Regions from separate parts of the Mus musculus genome. Here all the other regions are linked to region 2. The links are chromatin contacts, called in public HiChIP or PLAC-seq maps. All regions are on one chromosome and are shown on one strand. Each heading gives the region's core, a stretch centred on a gene start, on an enhancer-like site or on the middle of the called end of the contact. The rest is flanking DNA. Distances are from core to core; before and after follow the strand shown.

The links. HiChIP or PLAC-seq counts read pairs in DNA pulled down with a chosen protein or histone mark.
Region 1: an H3K27ac HiChIP or PLAC-seq map of the HPC-7 cell line shows a contact between it and region 2, with 8 times the contacts expected there. The contact joins the enhancer-like site here to the promoter of Soat1 in region 2. A contact is called at or near these places in 5 of 39 promoter capture datasets (the 3T3-L1 cell line, 3T3-L1-derived adipocytes, the HPC-7 cell line and 2 more), 2 of 484 Hi-C or Micro-C datasets (the G1E-ER4 cell line and granulosa cells), 4 of 115 datasets of contacts at active chromatin or transcription factors (the HPC-7 cell line, embryonic hindbrain, embryonic stem cells and 1 more) and 2 of 9 other capture datasets (adipose tissue and pancreatic islet).
Region 3: a contact with region 2 is called in an HNF4G HiChIP or PLAC-seq map of pancreatic cancer cells. The contact joins the enhancer-like site here to the promoter of Soat1 in region 2. A contact is called at or near these places in 4 of 39 promoter capture datasets (the 3T3-L1 cell line, the HPC-7 cell line, embryonic stem cells and 1 more), 3 of 484 Hi-C or Micro-C datasets (embryonic stem cells and muscle stem cells) and 2 of 115 datasets of contacts at active chromatin or transcription factors (the HPC-7 cell line and pancreatic cancer cells).
Region 4: an H3K27ac HiChIP or PLAC-seq map of extraembryonic endoderm stem cells shows a contact between it and region 2, with 2.8 times the contacts expected there. The contact joins the enhancer-like site here to the promoter of Soat1 in region 2. A contact is called at or near these places in 12 of 39 promoter capture datasets (the 3T3-L1 cell line, 3T3-L1-derived adipocytes, the HPC-7 cell line and 7 more), 1 of 15 datasets of contacts at CTCF or cohesin (large pre-B cells), 10 of 484 Hi-C or Micro-C datasets (the 3T3-L1 cell line, the HL-1 cell line, the HPC-7 cell line and 3 more), 13 of 115 datasets of contacts at active chromatin or transcription factors (the HPC-7 cell line, the SCID.adh cell line, T-cell acute lymphoblastic leukemia and 9 more) and 2 of 9 other capture datasets (adipose tissue and embryonic stem cells).

The regions. Positions count from the first base shown.
Region 1 is chr1:156,282,131-156,285,883 of GRCm38.p6, forward strand. Tdrd5 (tudor domain containing 5) reads right to left here. Exons shown (of 18, transcript NM_001134741.1): 8 at 3,256-3,464; 9 at 2,135-2,355. Among named protein-coding and RNA genes, the nearest start is that of Tdrd5, 19 kb to the right of the region's middle. Within about 2 kb of position 2,286, at least 23 of the 459 cell types and tissues checked have an H3K27ac peak or open chromatin away from gene starts, as enhancers often do. A contact at or near this core is called in the G1E-ER4 cell line and the HPC-7 cell line, where this site is marked.
Region 2 is chr1:156,472,596-156,475,814 of GRCm38.p6, forward strand. It overlaps Soat1 (sterol O-acyltransferase 1), which reads right to left and starts at 1,733. Exons shown (of 16, transcript NM_009230.3): 1 at 1,553-1,733.
Region 3 is chr1:156,220,979-156,224,597 of GRCm38.p6, forward strand. Gm30472 (a long non-coding RNA gene) reads left to right here. Exons shown (of 3, transcript XR_865656.1): 2 at 2,307-2,587; 3 at 2,933-2,969. Among named protein-coding and RNA genes, the nearest start is that of Gm30472, 9.7 kb to the left of the region's middle. Within about 2 kb of position 1,898, at least 66 of the 459 cell types and tissues checked have an H3K27ac peak or open chromatin away from gene starts, as enhancers often do. A contact at or near this core is called in muscle stem cells and pancreatic cancer cells, where this site is marked.
Region 4 is chr1:156,257,262-156,261,014 of GRCm38.p6, forward strand. Tdrd5 (tudor domain containing 5) reads right to left here. Exons shown (of 18, transcript NM_001134741.1): 17 at 2,470-2,674. Among named protein-coding and RNA genes, the nearest start is that of Tdrd5, 44 kb to the right of the region's middle. Within about 2 kb of position 1,605, at least 2 of the 459 cell types and tissues checked have an H3K27ac peak or open chromatin away from gene starts, as enhancers often do. A contact at or near this core is called in extraembryonic endoderm stem cells, where this site is marked.

The sequences.
Region 1 (3,753 bases), core at 1,036-3,535, 190 kb before region 2:
ATCAAAAGATGGCCTAGTAGGCCATCACTGGAAAGAGAGGCCCATTGGACTTGCATACTTTATATGCCCCAGTACAGGGGAACACTAGGGCCAAGAAGTGGGGGTGAGTGGGTGGGGGAGTGGGTGGGGGAGCATGTGGGGGACTTTTGGGATAGCATTGGAAATGTAAATGAAATAAATACCTAATTAAAAAAGAAAAAGAGGGCTGGTGATGTGGCTCAGTGGGTAAGAGCACCCGACTGCTCTTCCAAAGGTCCAGAGTTCAAATCTCAGCAACCACATGGTGGCTCACAACCATCTGTAACGAGATCTAATACCCTCTTCTGGTGCGTCTGAAGACAGCTACAGTGTACTTACATGTAATAAATAAATCTTTAAAAAAAAAAAAAGAAAAGAAAAGAAAAAAAAAAAAAAAGAAAAGAAAAAGAATGCCCTTGAAGCCAAAGCCAGGATTGGTGACCCACACCTTGAGTTCCAAGATAGTTAGGGCTATACAGAGAAACCCTGTCTTAAAAAAAAAAAAAATCAAATCCTTGATAAGGCAGTACAAGTCAATTATTATCTATTGACAAAAAACAAAAAACAAAAAACCTGAAGTACATACACAGTATTTTCCAAGAATCCCAAGGAAAAGCACTTTGTATTTGAATTATGACCTAAACTAGCCTTTGGTGGGGACCCAAATGTCGCTTGCAGGAACTGGAATGATTGCTTAGTGGTTAAAGGGCATGTACTATTTCTTTTGCAGAGGACCCAAGTTCTGTTCCCAGCACCCACATCAGGCAGCTCCCAAGCACTGTAGCTACAGCTCCGGGGGATCTGGGATCTTCTGACTTCCATGGGCACGTGTAGTCACACGCACACACTCCCACACAGACACATAACAGAATCATCTTTTAAAAATAACAACCAAGGGGGCTGGTGAGATGGCTCAGTGTGTAAGAGCACCCGACTGCTCTTCTGAAGGTCCAGAGTTCAAATCCCAGCAACCACATGGTGGCTCACAACCATCTGTAACAAGATCTGACGCTCTCTTCTGGAGTGTCTGAAGACAGCTACAGTCTACTTACATATAATAAATAAATAAATCTTTAAAAAAAAAATAACAACCAAGCCAAGCAGGGCAGCACACACCTTAAATGCCAGTACTTTGGGGGGTAGAGGTAAGAGGGTATCTGTGAGCTTGAGGCCAGCCTGGTCTACATGGTGAGACCCTGTCTCCAAAAACAAAACAACAACAATAAAAAAAAGTAGTTGATTTTCTTTCTTTTGTTTTTTTGTTTTTTTTGTTTTTCGAGGCAGGGTTTCTCTGTGTAGCTCTGGGTGTCCTGGAACTCACTCTGTAGACCAGGCTAACCTCGAACTCAGAAATCCACCTGCCTCTGCATCCCAAGTGCTGGGATTAAAGGCGTGCCACCACCCGGCAGTAGTTGATTTTCAATGTAATACCATTTGCATTAAAACTACTAATGTGATGATAAAGATTACACTTTACTTTAAAGTTTAAAATTCCTATGCTTAAAAAAAACTACAAAACAAACAACGTGCCTCTAACCTATAAATTCTACTTGCCCAAGGACAGACAACTTCCAGACTGCCAGGGGTTATTCTTGTAATTGCCTGCTCTTGTATTTTAAAGATAACAAGTGTTTTCGCTTCTCTAGACAAGCTTGCTTGCCCCTGGCTGCACATAGGAAGGGTCTGTGTCTGACTGCACATGGGCTGAATGTGTGCCGATTCCAGGTAGGCAGGAGGTAGGTACACCACTATGTGCTCTTGCCCTTGATTACACAAAGGCAGGAAGTCACATAGATACATACAGATACATAGAGAGTTTGGTACAACTCATAGTTTGAGTATCTACAAAGGGATTTGGAATATACTTGGTATATCGATATGAAGGACTATTGCACATGCTTGGATTAGAAAAATATAGCTATTTTTCATGAAAATGTTATTTATCATACCTCACATGGATTTTTAAAACAGGTATTTTAATTTTTGCAGTTTAAGTTTCTGTCTGATAAGCATCAGTAAGCAAAAGCTTTTTGTTAGTTTAGGAGTCCCAAGACCAACTCATCTGAGAACTCCTGATTAAAGCTAAGCTGGAACAGTGAGGGCAGGAGGCGCCTACCGCATTTCAATCATCATGTCTTCAAGTAGTTCTGAGGAATCTCTGCTGTAGATCCGGATGTAGAACTGACTAGGGGAGATTATATACTCCACGAAGACCCCCACAAGGGTGCTGGTATCTAATGGAGGAAGTCTGCACAATTTCTTGGCACGCACAGCGTCTGGTGGGATATCGTGGTTTGCCACTGACAGGCTGAGCTGCGGTTTGTTTGTTTCTACCTGCTACAGGGAAGGCAGGGAGAGAAAGAAACCGTAGAAAGACATTAAAGGGACATTTCAAATCCCTCAAACTCTTTCACGAATCAGCCTTATTGCAGTCCCTGGGCTCAAGGCAGATTCATGACTGAGAATGCTTTAGAATGCTAAAATACCATTTACAGCCACCACTTAAAGACATCCTTCAAGTACTCCATTATGGAAATATTGGCCAAAAAGTTAAGAGTGTTAGGCAAGTGTCCCCAAGAAAAAGGGGAGACATTCAGGTGGAGTACGGCAGGTCCTCCTACCTAACCCTACCCTTAGTCAAGGGTAACTTTAGTAGATGGATCTTAGGGACTTTTCCATCAAAAGGTTTTGCAGCACTTTCATCCTAACACTTGCTCTTTCCTCTAGGCCTTCTTCCTATTGTCCTGAAGAAAAAAACAGCAGGCTCTTAAACTGCTCATCCCAGTGAAGAGCCTGTTAGAGTGAGGAACAAAAAAGTCACAAGCAGAGACGCAAACACAGAAAGAACCGTGGGAGGCTGTCATGAAGGAGAAGAGTTAAGTAAACAACAGAGGAACAGGGAACAGGGCCAGGGCCGAGGCTGGGCCAAAGCAGGCTCTGCACCCTCTAAAGCCCCAGGCTTTCCAGCCTCGACCTTAAGGCTCACTAATAGAGACATTTACAGTGCTGTCAGGGAACTTACATTTCAGGCACCCAAAAAACTTTAACACCACGAGTGTGGGAAATGAAAAAACAGAAAAATGCCACAAAAAAGAACTGGTCTTTTCCAAGGACAGGTGTCCCTAGATTTATTTTTTTTTCTAGCGAGCACCTGGTTTAAAGAGGCATTCACTCGGTTACTGAGCCTCCTACACAATGTAACGCAATGTAACACAATGTAACACACTACCCACTCACCAGCTGCAGAGGCTTGACCACCAGATTAGGCTTCTTGTATATCTTCTGTTCTGGCTCCTTCTGGTTCTTCAAAGGGCAATCCCACGTGGTCTTCTTAACTGCTACAGTGGATAGTGAATTTCTGGAGAGACTGGAAGTCCAAGGGTTAGCTTCTGTTTTCTTGTCTGGTTGAACTAAACACGAATTTCTGACTGATGAAAGCGGTCCACCTGAAACAGTCAGAGTGGTTACAGTGTGGGACCACTGCCCCTGAGTGGGCCGTGTGCCAGGCACCAGGAAGGGACACTGGCAAGGGGAACTTGTCCCTGGAAACCTTGCAGATGGAGAGACACCAGGGATGACGCACTAAAAGAGGAACAAACTGTAAAATTCTCACACTGGGGAAACAGGAGCCGAAATAATTTCTCAAACTCTGGTGAGTGACTGTCTCAACACCTGATCTCCAATTTCTTCTTCTAACTAACCAACAGACAGTTATTTAACACACATACTCTTTAA
Region 2 (3,219 bases), core at 483-2,982:
TAAAGAATATGAGTACTTGAGCAAATTTTATATACATCTGAGTTTACTTTACTTACAAATGACTAAATATAACTAGTTATCCAACACGGCGGGGGGGGGACGGACACAATTCTAAGAGTCCTGTCTGACAAATGAAACTTCCATAGGAAACAGGCACTCACTCCTATGTTAAGGCCTAAAGTTAATGTTTTTTCTCAAAGTTCCTTTTTTGACACCCCCCCCACACTCTTATTTAGTTCTATTCCTGCAAGATACTGAGAAGACACAGAAAAGATAGACTAACCTCGTGAAATTCACTATAAAACAAAGCATCTATTTACTACAGATGATTCCTGCTGGTAAGGAGACTTCAGAATGCTAACAGGCTCAGACTGACCAGTGGCTCCCACCGGGAAGTGATCTTTGATTTGAGGAATGCTTAGGGGGCGGCGGAAGAAGGGGAATAAGGCCCCCGGGGAAAATGGTCCAGGAGATAAGAAGCAGCTTTCCAGGCACAAGGAAGGAGAGCTAGAGCCTGAAGAACCCGCCCAGCCTTTAAGATAGCAGGAGCTCAGGCGCCTAGAGCTGGGTCTGAGTCCTGAAAGAACGTGAAACCCCTGACCAGTTCCAAGCACGTGACAAGCTAAGCCGTGTGCTTCTCCACGTTTCCTCTCCTTACTCTTCACAGCATCAGAGCTCTTCGCAAGCCCCACTCCTGTGCCGCCTGAGCTGGCTTTTCAAAAAACCAAGTCATTTATATTTCCCAGTTGAAAGCAAACAAAAGAAAAAGAAGTATTCAAGTTGGATTCTGCATTCTTGAAGAAGGCAAGAAGTTTGGGGGGGCGGGGGAGACACAGTGGCAACTACTTAAGTATTACAGTGACCAAGGAGTTTTATATAAAATGCAGAGACTGGAGCTTACAACAATGTCTCCTCCCAAAAAACCGCTGAATATATATATTGCTTAAGTTACGTGTCTATTAGCACTTAAGATCAAAGACAGACACTTAATCCCCCCCCACCCCCCCGCTACTTAAAAACAGAATATGAGCTTGAAACAGGTTTTTCCCTGGCCCATATAGAGTCTGGTGCCTGGTAGTGCCATCTTTCCCTTCATATATATATACATTTCCTCCGCCCACATCAAAAAAAAAAAAAAAAGAAAATAAGAAAAAAAAAGAAAGAAAGAAAGAAAGAAAGCTGATTTCCTGAGCGGTTTTTTTTTTTTTTTAATGTCGCTTTTCAAAGAGTGCAATGACTTCTAATTCTCAACTTTCTTCACTACTGACTGGCTTGAGAGACGCCACATGATTCGGAGGGGACATCAAACCATCACTAATAATGAAAAGGCTGCCAGTCATCGGATGCATTGGATGGCTGCGGGTAACTTTCCCGCTCTCCCCTCCAAACTCAGCGGGACCCTCCCCAGGCAGCAGACAGCGTCCGGGTGGGACAGTCCGGCCCAGGCCAGGCCCGCAGAGCCGGAGCGGCGCCGCCACCGCAGTCCCCTTCTTCTCGGGCTCAGGGTGGACCTGGTCAGGAAAGGAGGAGGGGAGCGGAAGCTTGAGGTTACCTGCGAGCGGAGGGCAGCTGCGGCGGTCTAGGCGGTAGGCTGGGCGGCCGCAGGACGGTCGGAGACTAGGATGTCCCTTCGCCGGCCCGCTACGCCGCCAGCCGGGCTACGGAGGAAGATAAAGCGCAGGCCCCCACCCCCGTTCTCCGCCCCAACCTCCCAGCCCGCGGCTGCGTCACGCGCATCGCCCCGAGCTCCGGGATGCCATTGGTGGTCCTGCGGCGTCCGGCAACGCCCACTGCCACGCCCCCTCCCATATCTAGGGTACCCACTGGGCTTCTCTAGCTACCTGGCTTTCTGGCTCCACCCCAACTCTCCTCCAGTGTGGCTACGAGGAGGCCAAGTCAACTTCCTTAGAGTTTGAAAAGGCAGCCTGCGAGATGGGACAAGGCGGAGTCTGATACTGACCGTTAAGGAATAAGACAGAAGCAGTGGCAAAAAAACCTGTCATAAGTTGCTTTGTGGTCTAAATTCTACTTGACTCAGTCTGTCCTTCAACAACACACAACTTAGATAAGACAGAAGTGAGTCACTTGAAATTATGGGACAATCAAGTAATTTAAAAAGCATCCTTGGGAACTAAATAATCAAAAAAAAAAAAAAAAGATACAGATAGATTTAGGACATAGGTAAAGAAAGCAGATTAGGCCTTGGATTTCTCAAAAGCAAAGATGTGAATGAATTTAGGGTAAAGGTGGGTAAAAGAGAAAATTAAACAGACTGGAGAGATACTGTCGGCCTGCAAAACAGTGTCAGCTAAACTGGCTTCGTTAATCTTTCAGTCAGTCCCTAATCTGTCCAGCTGACCATTCCTTTCCTAGTCAAATACCCTAAACAATGCCTGAGGCTTGCATGAATTGCCTGCTCTGGAGATCTTTCACAAAAGGAGTTCCCCTGTTAGCCCATAGCAGGCAACACTGCTCGCCTTAGAGCAGCTGGGCTCTGCACAGGTGTGCCCAGTTTTTGCCCTCTCTGGGACAACTGTGTTTAATGGTTCTGTCAACAGTTTGGTGATAGCATTTGGAAGCACTCAACTGCCTTTGCTTCCACCTCCTCCTATCCCACCAGTTAGAACATTTGGGACTAAAAATTCACTTCTATTGGGACTCTTGGTAGAGACACTTGCCTATTCACTGTTCCATTTAGTCAGTTAAAAATAAAAATACAGAGCTGGTATACAGCTCCTGAGCTTGGTGATGCACATATTTAATCCCAGCAGCTGGGAGGCAGAGGCAGGTGGATCTCTGTGATTTGGAAGCCAGCCTGGTCCACATAGTGAGTTCCAAGACAGCCAGGGCTTTGCAAAGAGACCCTGTAGGTAAATAGGTAGGTAGGTAGGTAGGTAGGTAGGTAGGTAGGGTAGATAGAAAGGAAGAAAGAAAGAAAGAAAGAAAGAAAGAAAGAAAGAAAGAAAGAAAGAAAGAAAGAAAGAAAGAAAGAAAGGAAGGAAGGAAGGAAGGAAGGAAGATAGAAAGAAGATGAAGTAGGAAGAACAGAAGTTCAATTTTGCAGGCCGACAGTGTCTCTCCAGTCCGTTTAGCTTTCTCTTTCACCCACCTTTACCCTAAATTCACTCATATCTTTGCTTTTGAGAAGTCCAAGGCCTAAACTGCTTTATCTATGTCCTAAATCAATCCAAATCATCTTTTGATTATTTAGTCCCAAGG
Region 3 (3,619 bases), core at 648-3,147, 250 kb before region 2:
CTTGGTTCAGGAGGGCTTTTTTTTATACAAAAATATCAAGAACGTTAAGAATACACACCACATATATAAGCATACAGACATACACATATGCACATACATACACACACATACATATGCACATGTGCCCACATGCTTATATGCACACACATACATATGTATATGTATACACATAGACATACACATGCACACATATACATTTGTACACTCATATACACATACATATGTACAGGTACATACACACACACACACATATGCCCTTCTGGCTTTAGATCCAGCATAGTAACTTGCATAGCTGAGCCCTTAATGTTTTCCACAGGTGACAGTAAAGGCCCTAATGTAAGCCAAAGAAACATTTCTTTCATCTTCTTGTAGGGTGCCAGTTTCTACTTTATACCAAATGCACAGAAGGGGAGGCATGCAGGAGGCCTCTTCCTTCTGAGAAACTTATTGCCAGTCCTGAGGCAAGAGTCAAAGTGTTACTTCTGACTCAGCAAAGCTACCTAGGGGACTAGACAAGAAGCCAAGTCAGCAGGGACAGCTGCCACCTTTGACCTTTGTGCCCGAGCTGATGTCTTCACTTACGTTAGGTGGGGGCTTGTTTCTACCAGCACCATTCCATGCTCTCAGGAGAGGAAACCCATTGCTTAGCCCTGGTGTGCTGCTGCTGTGGCTGACTGCACATGGCATCCTGACAGCTTCCACCAGAGGCTGTCACCACCCTGGGAGGACAGAGGGTCTCCTGTGGCATGTGAGGGGACCAGCCCAGAGAGGTACTGAGTTACAGTCCTGCTCTTTGGAACCCACGGCCCGTCATTTTTTATACCAATCTCAAGCACTGCCCTTATTTCAGCCAGGGCTGATGGAAGGCCAGGCCCCAAAGGTAGGAGGCTGATGCTCAGACCTCCTAATGGAGCTTGACAGCAGCAAGATTAAAAAGCAGGAGCGCAGCACCCCGAAGCAGTGCGGGGAAGCACCCACTCGCCGCCTCTCCCTCTATCAGCACTTTGGTTCAGAGAGCTGAACCATAAAGATTAATCTTTTCATAGAAACAGAGGTTGGAAGAAAAAAAAAAGAGGAAAGAATGGGAATGGGGCTGAAAGCACTCTGAGAACAGGAAAGGAGGACAGAGGTGAACTTTGCTGGGCACTTCCAGGAGCTGCGAGCTCAGCTGTCTCCACAGCAAACCCCTGTTGGAGGCGGAGATGGGAGATCTCCGTATGCAAGGAGTGACAGGGGCAGTGGTGTTACAATGCCAGTCCTACCCATCTGTAAAACCAGGCCAGCTCAGGAAGAAGCCACTGTGGCTCCACAGCAAGAGACAAATGTTAAAGGCACGGGAGACTCCTTCTCAGACCTGCCCAGCCTGGTGACTCTCTCTCCATCATGTCCTCAGCCCAATGCCCCCCACCTCCCCGTGCCCACTGCTTGCACCGCCCTGGATTGTGACTACTTTGTCTTTGTACTGAATGGACTTTCACCTGGCTGGCTCTTGTGATCCATGCAGCAATGGATTAAAATGAAACTGGAATGTCTACATCCCATACTCATCCGAAGGGAATTCAGAGAAGCTGGAGGGTGGAGATCTGAATACAGTTGACTGAATAAGCCACAACCATTTGAAACAAGTGAGTTTCAACGCAAAGCAGTAACCGATGGGAATGTGTACTGAACACATGCACTAGTGCACACAGACACACACCGTAGAGCATTCCATTAGCAGAGATCATCGGAGGGATTTGAGGAACAAATATATTTCAAGGAAGAGAAACCACGGGATCTCAGGATGCTGGCAGGAAGAGAAACAGACACCCCTCCCCCCATCCCAGCCCTGGTGCCCTGGAGATGAGAAAGGAATGCCTTCCTGGAACTACAGCTGGCCAACTGCGCACAAACTGATAAGCGTGTGAGAGGACTTGCTAGTGTGCTCTGTTCGGCCTTGTGTTTTGAGATGGGGCCTAACTCTGGGTCCCAGACTGCCTGAGAACTTGTTCTAATCGTCCAGCCTCATTCATCTCTCACCAGTACTGGGATTATGGAAATAAGCTGGCATGCCTGACATGCTAATCCAATTCTCCAACAGGTCTTCCATACTACACAAAAGTCCAGGTCTTGAAACAATAGTGGCTTAAGGACAAAAGCCATTTAACTCTCCCCTCTACTAGAGCAGCTGACCTCTTTGACTGCTTTGTCATTCTATCCTTGTGGCAAAGTCTTGGCCACCTGTGTGCTCTAGGTAGTGGCATCTCACAGACAAACCCACAAAAAGCAAACAGTCACATAAGTATGTCTTTCTAAAATTGTCACAGGATGGATGGAAATGCAAGAAAACCTCCCTGGAGACCAGAAGTTGCCTGAGTACTCTCACGTGGGTCCTGTGATAGGCCTGAAGATGGGCCAGAAGCAGCAGAGAGAAGGAGAGAGGCTGGATGCTGCTGGAAGCCTGGTCCATGACAGCATCCTCCAAAGCACTCTTCAGGCTAAAATGAGCTTCATCCAGCCTCATCTTGCCAGTAACAAATACATCCGACAGCCAGTTGACTGTTGTAATTCCTGGAAGAGGAACTTTGGTGGTCTGTCTTGGCCAAAGGTACCACGGGAAGTGTGAATATGTCTGTGCACTTGTGGCAGAGTGAGGCAGGCCCGGGGCTCAGGAGTTCTCTGTGCCATTTTGGCCGACCTGCACAGCAACACTCCAGTACCTGTCCCGCTGCCCTACCTACCCCTAGGAAAAGCTGTAGAGTCAGTTGCCTAACACCATCCCATTTCCAATCCCTTCTTCAACCTTCTTCCTCAAGTTCCTATCTCTACCGTCCATCCCAGGTCCCCAGTATTTTTCTTGCAGGGGTCACATGCCACATTGCTGTGTATCATTTAGTCTGCACTTCACATTTTGTCAAGCATTTGATAAAGTTGATTGTGGTCTCTGTTCTAGATGGCTGTACTGGCTGGTTTTGTGTGTCAACATGACACAGGCTGGAGTTATCACAGAGAAAGGAGCTACATTTGGGGAAGTGCCTCCATGAGATCCAACTGTGGGGCATTTTCTCAGTTGGTGACCAAGGGGGGCAGGCCCATTGTGGGTAGTACCATCTCTGGCCTGATAGTTTTGGGTTCTATAAGAGAGCAAGCTGAGCAATCCAGAGGAAGCAAGCCAGTGAGTAATATCGCTCCATGGCCTCTGCATCAGCTCCTGCTTCCTGACCTGCTTGAGTTCCAGTCCTGACTTCCTTTGGTGATGAACAGCAATGTGGAAGTGTAAGCTGAATAAACCCTTTCCTCCCCAATTTGATTCTTGGTCATGATGTTCGTGCAGGAATAGAAACCCCGACTAAGAGAAGAATCTTCTAAGTTGAGGCTCTCTCTTCCCAAATGGCTCTAAGTTGTGTCAAGCGACACAATTTCACAACTGTTTTATTAGAAATTGCCATTCATGAATCTGAAAATGTTTCTCTTGCAAAACCTGACACTTCCCAACAATCCTATAGTCTTGGAGAAATCCAGATTTTAGTACACCTAGCTCTAGTTCCTGGCCACAGATGCAAACCTATTTTCTACAATTAGGCAGATGAAACTTTGCAGGGAAGAAAGGTGATTTGTGAGCCCTTTGTGCTGCATGAGC
Region 4 (3,753 bases), core at 355-2,854, 220 kb before region 2:
AGGCAGCATGTGGGAGCCCACCACAAGTACCCTGGATTGATTAAGAGTTTGATTTGAGGGGCTAAAGAGATGGCTCAGTACTTAAGAGCACTGGCTGCTCTTCCAGAGGCCATGAATTCTATTACTAGTGCCCATGGGGCAGCGTTTACAACCGTAGCCTCATGGGATCCAGTGTCCTCTTCAGGTGTGCAGACAAAATACCCATATACATCAAGTACATAAATGAATAAATCTTTAAAAGGTTTGAATTGAGTTTTGGTGGTTGTGTGTTCAAAGCACTTTACTACTGTATATTTTTGCCCCTCACAGATTTAAGAAGCTGACTCCTAGGCCAGTGCTGCAGTAGGTAGCATCCTACTGTAAGAGAAGAACTGTCATGTTCTGGGGCAGAGTAAACTAACTTGGCTTTATTCCACAAAGTCCTGCTTCAGTGGGGCGTACTGGGCATGCACCTATCATCTCAGCACTTCTGAGAGTAAGGAGGTTAGCAACTTCCAGGAACGTCTCAACCATGTAGCAAGGTTCAGTCCAGCATGGGTCACAGAGCAAGGGGAAACCAAAAACCAAACCAACCAACCTGCTTTAAAAGTTTCAGGTGAATTTAAATCTGGGCAGCAGTGTAGTCGGTTTGACATCCTGACAGTCAACCACTGCAAGCAACTGATAGATGGACACTGCTATCTTCAAAACAGAAATTCAATAACTTCAGAGAAAAATAAGTCAATCCCTTTTATCTTTGTGTATGTTAAGCACATAATACGTGATCTATTTTCCCTGATACTTGTGATAAGTTTTGTCACAGAAGATTTGACAGCGTGTTCTAAAAAGTAATATTCTGACCATAAAATTATGAGTAGTGCCCAGTTGAGAGAAAAAGACATAAGTATAATACAATGGTTACGTGGCTGCATAGAGAACTGTGGTGTAGATCGGGAATCGTGTCTGCTCCCCGTCTGCCTTGCATGGTTAGAAAACTGGACAAGCATCCGGAACAGAGCGTCTGCTGGGACCTGGGCCGTGGGAGAGCAGCTCCTAAGGAAATGCTAAGGTGTGTGAAACCAATGCCGAGAAGTGCAACTACTGCCTCCCGTCCCTAAAGACAGACAACATAAGATCCAGTGTCTGATGGCCAAGGACGCAGTGTTATAGGGTGTGGTTCTGATGCTTCCATTCAATCGGCATCTGCGTGTCCAGACACTCAAGGTCCTTGTCCCCAGCTGTTTTTTGATTATCAATAAAGACGCCAGAAGCCAATGGTTGGGCCCAGGGTGGGCTGCTTACAGTTGTGTGGGCAGGTCACAGGGAGGAACGGGGGGCGGGGGGGGGACATAACAGACTCAGAGATTCAGAGATCATCCAGAATGTAGGTGGAAAGGGAAAACAGCCCACAGAAGGGCAAGCCAGAAACATCTTGGTCAGCACAAACCAATGGGCATCACATAAGGTAACTGGGCAGCAAAGTTAAAGGTAGATTTGGAAGGTGTTTAGCCAGAAGTACTGGAGGGAAGGGCACAGTAGCTGCAGAAGGTTTAGAAGTGCCACTGAGCCAGCAAGGCATGTTAAAGATAAGCTAGTGTGTGTCTGTGTGTCTTTCATCTGCAGATCCTAAGAGACCCTGGGTGGGTGGCTGGTAGTGCGGTCCACCCAGAGCATAAAGCAGGGTAGATAAAACTACACACAACAAAGTCTGACTTGGAATCAGGAGACAATGACAAAGAAATCAAGACAGGACACAGACAGTAATTTTCAGAAAGAATCACAAAAATAAATACACCAAGTCAGGTGCTGGGACATTATATAGTCAAGAGGAAGAGAGAAACAACTGAAAAACAAAAGACTCCAAACAAAACTAGAGATAAAGAACAGAGCATCTGAGATCAGAGTACACACAGGACAGACACCACCCACAGTGAGCAGCACTGAGAATAAACAACTATCAAGTCAATATCAGGACAAAGTGGCCCAGTGCATGTGTGATCAGAGTCTTTAAAAAGGAGGACCAACAGGTAGTTTAAAAAGTTTCGCATGCAGTGGACATATGCCCTAGCAAAGTCACTTCCAAATAAATAGCCAACAGAAACAAAACTCTACAATATGAAGATAAAGGAAGGTGCCAGACAAGAAAACTACCTACTATGTAACAGGCACGGCGACATGCCAGAGGCCAGCATGCTAATGTCCGGACTAACTGCAAAGGGGCACAGGAAACTTGTCTGGCTAATGGAAACACTGACATTTGCCAAAACTCACAGAACCATGTACTTGAAACTTTATATAAATGTAAAGCCCCTGCAAAAGCTGAAAGAAAGCGGCAACATTAGAGAAACCTGAGCTCACACCAAGACGATCTTGGAGAGAATGGCAGCACCAGCCACCTTTCAAGGTATGTTCTCAAAGCAATGAAGGTTTTAGCAACATGACAAACTTCCGACTTGTCAACTGAGCATGCATAAGGACACATAAACATACCAGAGCCAGAGTGGTTTTCTGGAGAGTCACCCACTGCAGGGGTTGAACTGAGTGCTTTTGAGGCTGCCCGTCCGGCATGAGTCTGAATGCTGGCAGGTTCAGACTGGCTCCTCTCTGCGGACTGCTGAGACTTGATCAGAGAGATGTAGAACTCTTCCAGTTTGGGCAGTGTGGAAGAATCCAAAGGATACTGTAAATCTGGCTGCTGCAAAATGGGAGAAATTGGGTGAAGGCATGGAAAGTGACACCTTTTATGCTTCCTTACTTAGATTTCAGTTAAAAAGTAAAACTCTAGAAAAAGCACTCTTCTATGTTTTAATGAGTATCAAAATTCAACCTAAGAGGTCTTTATTGCTATTTCTATGAACAAGTATGGTACTGAGGGCTACCCTTCTTCCCGCCATTGACCAGTGTTAAATACACACACAGCAGGACAATGCAGGACCCTTATCATCCAGTGTTAAGTAACACCAACATTGAAGCACTCAAATTGCTGGCAAAAATGCAAACAGATTCAGCCGCTGTGGAAAACAGCCTGGCAGTTTCTCAAAATGTTAAACACAGAGTTATTACATATTTATCAGATTATCTGTCTAAGAGACACAGACACTTCAGCAAAGAGTAAAAGGGCAGGACAGATCTCTACAGACAGATGGCCTAGAGATTGTGCCACATATTAGGAAGAAAGGAAGACCAGGATTCAAAAAGTAGCTGGGTAAGACAGTGTGCACCAAAATTAGCAGCTAAGCACAGGAAAGGAAGGAGCCCTTCTTTCTCAGTACCACGGATGAAAGAAAGCCTGGGTATTTTCTTGTCAATAGTTTGAATCTTTCTGGAATCTGCAATGCACAAGTCCCAGAATGGGATGCAAGGAGCCTGGTAGGCACAGGTGGAGCAGGACTGCGGAGCTCTGGACTGAACTTTTGGCGCCACCCTAAGCTTACTGTTTTCTAACACTCTGAATCAACGTCATATATGCTGTGGTCTCTCCCTCTATTAGGGTGCTTTTCCTTCAGTAGCTGTAAGTATAAGATCTCTGTTAATCAAGCTAGAAGACAGGCTACTAAAGCAGTAAGATGCGTAAAGTTGAACAAATCGCATATATATGTTATATATACAATTTGCTAGTAGTGACCTCATGACCTAATTACATCATACATCCTAGTCCCCAGCATTCTAGTGCTGCTGTGCCAGACACCACACCCGACACATGATGCTTTGAAAGGAAACCACATGCAATCCACAGCAACAGAGCACTGTTCCTTCTGCAAACAGTTAGTGCTG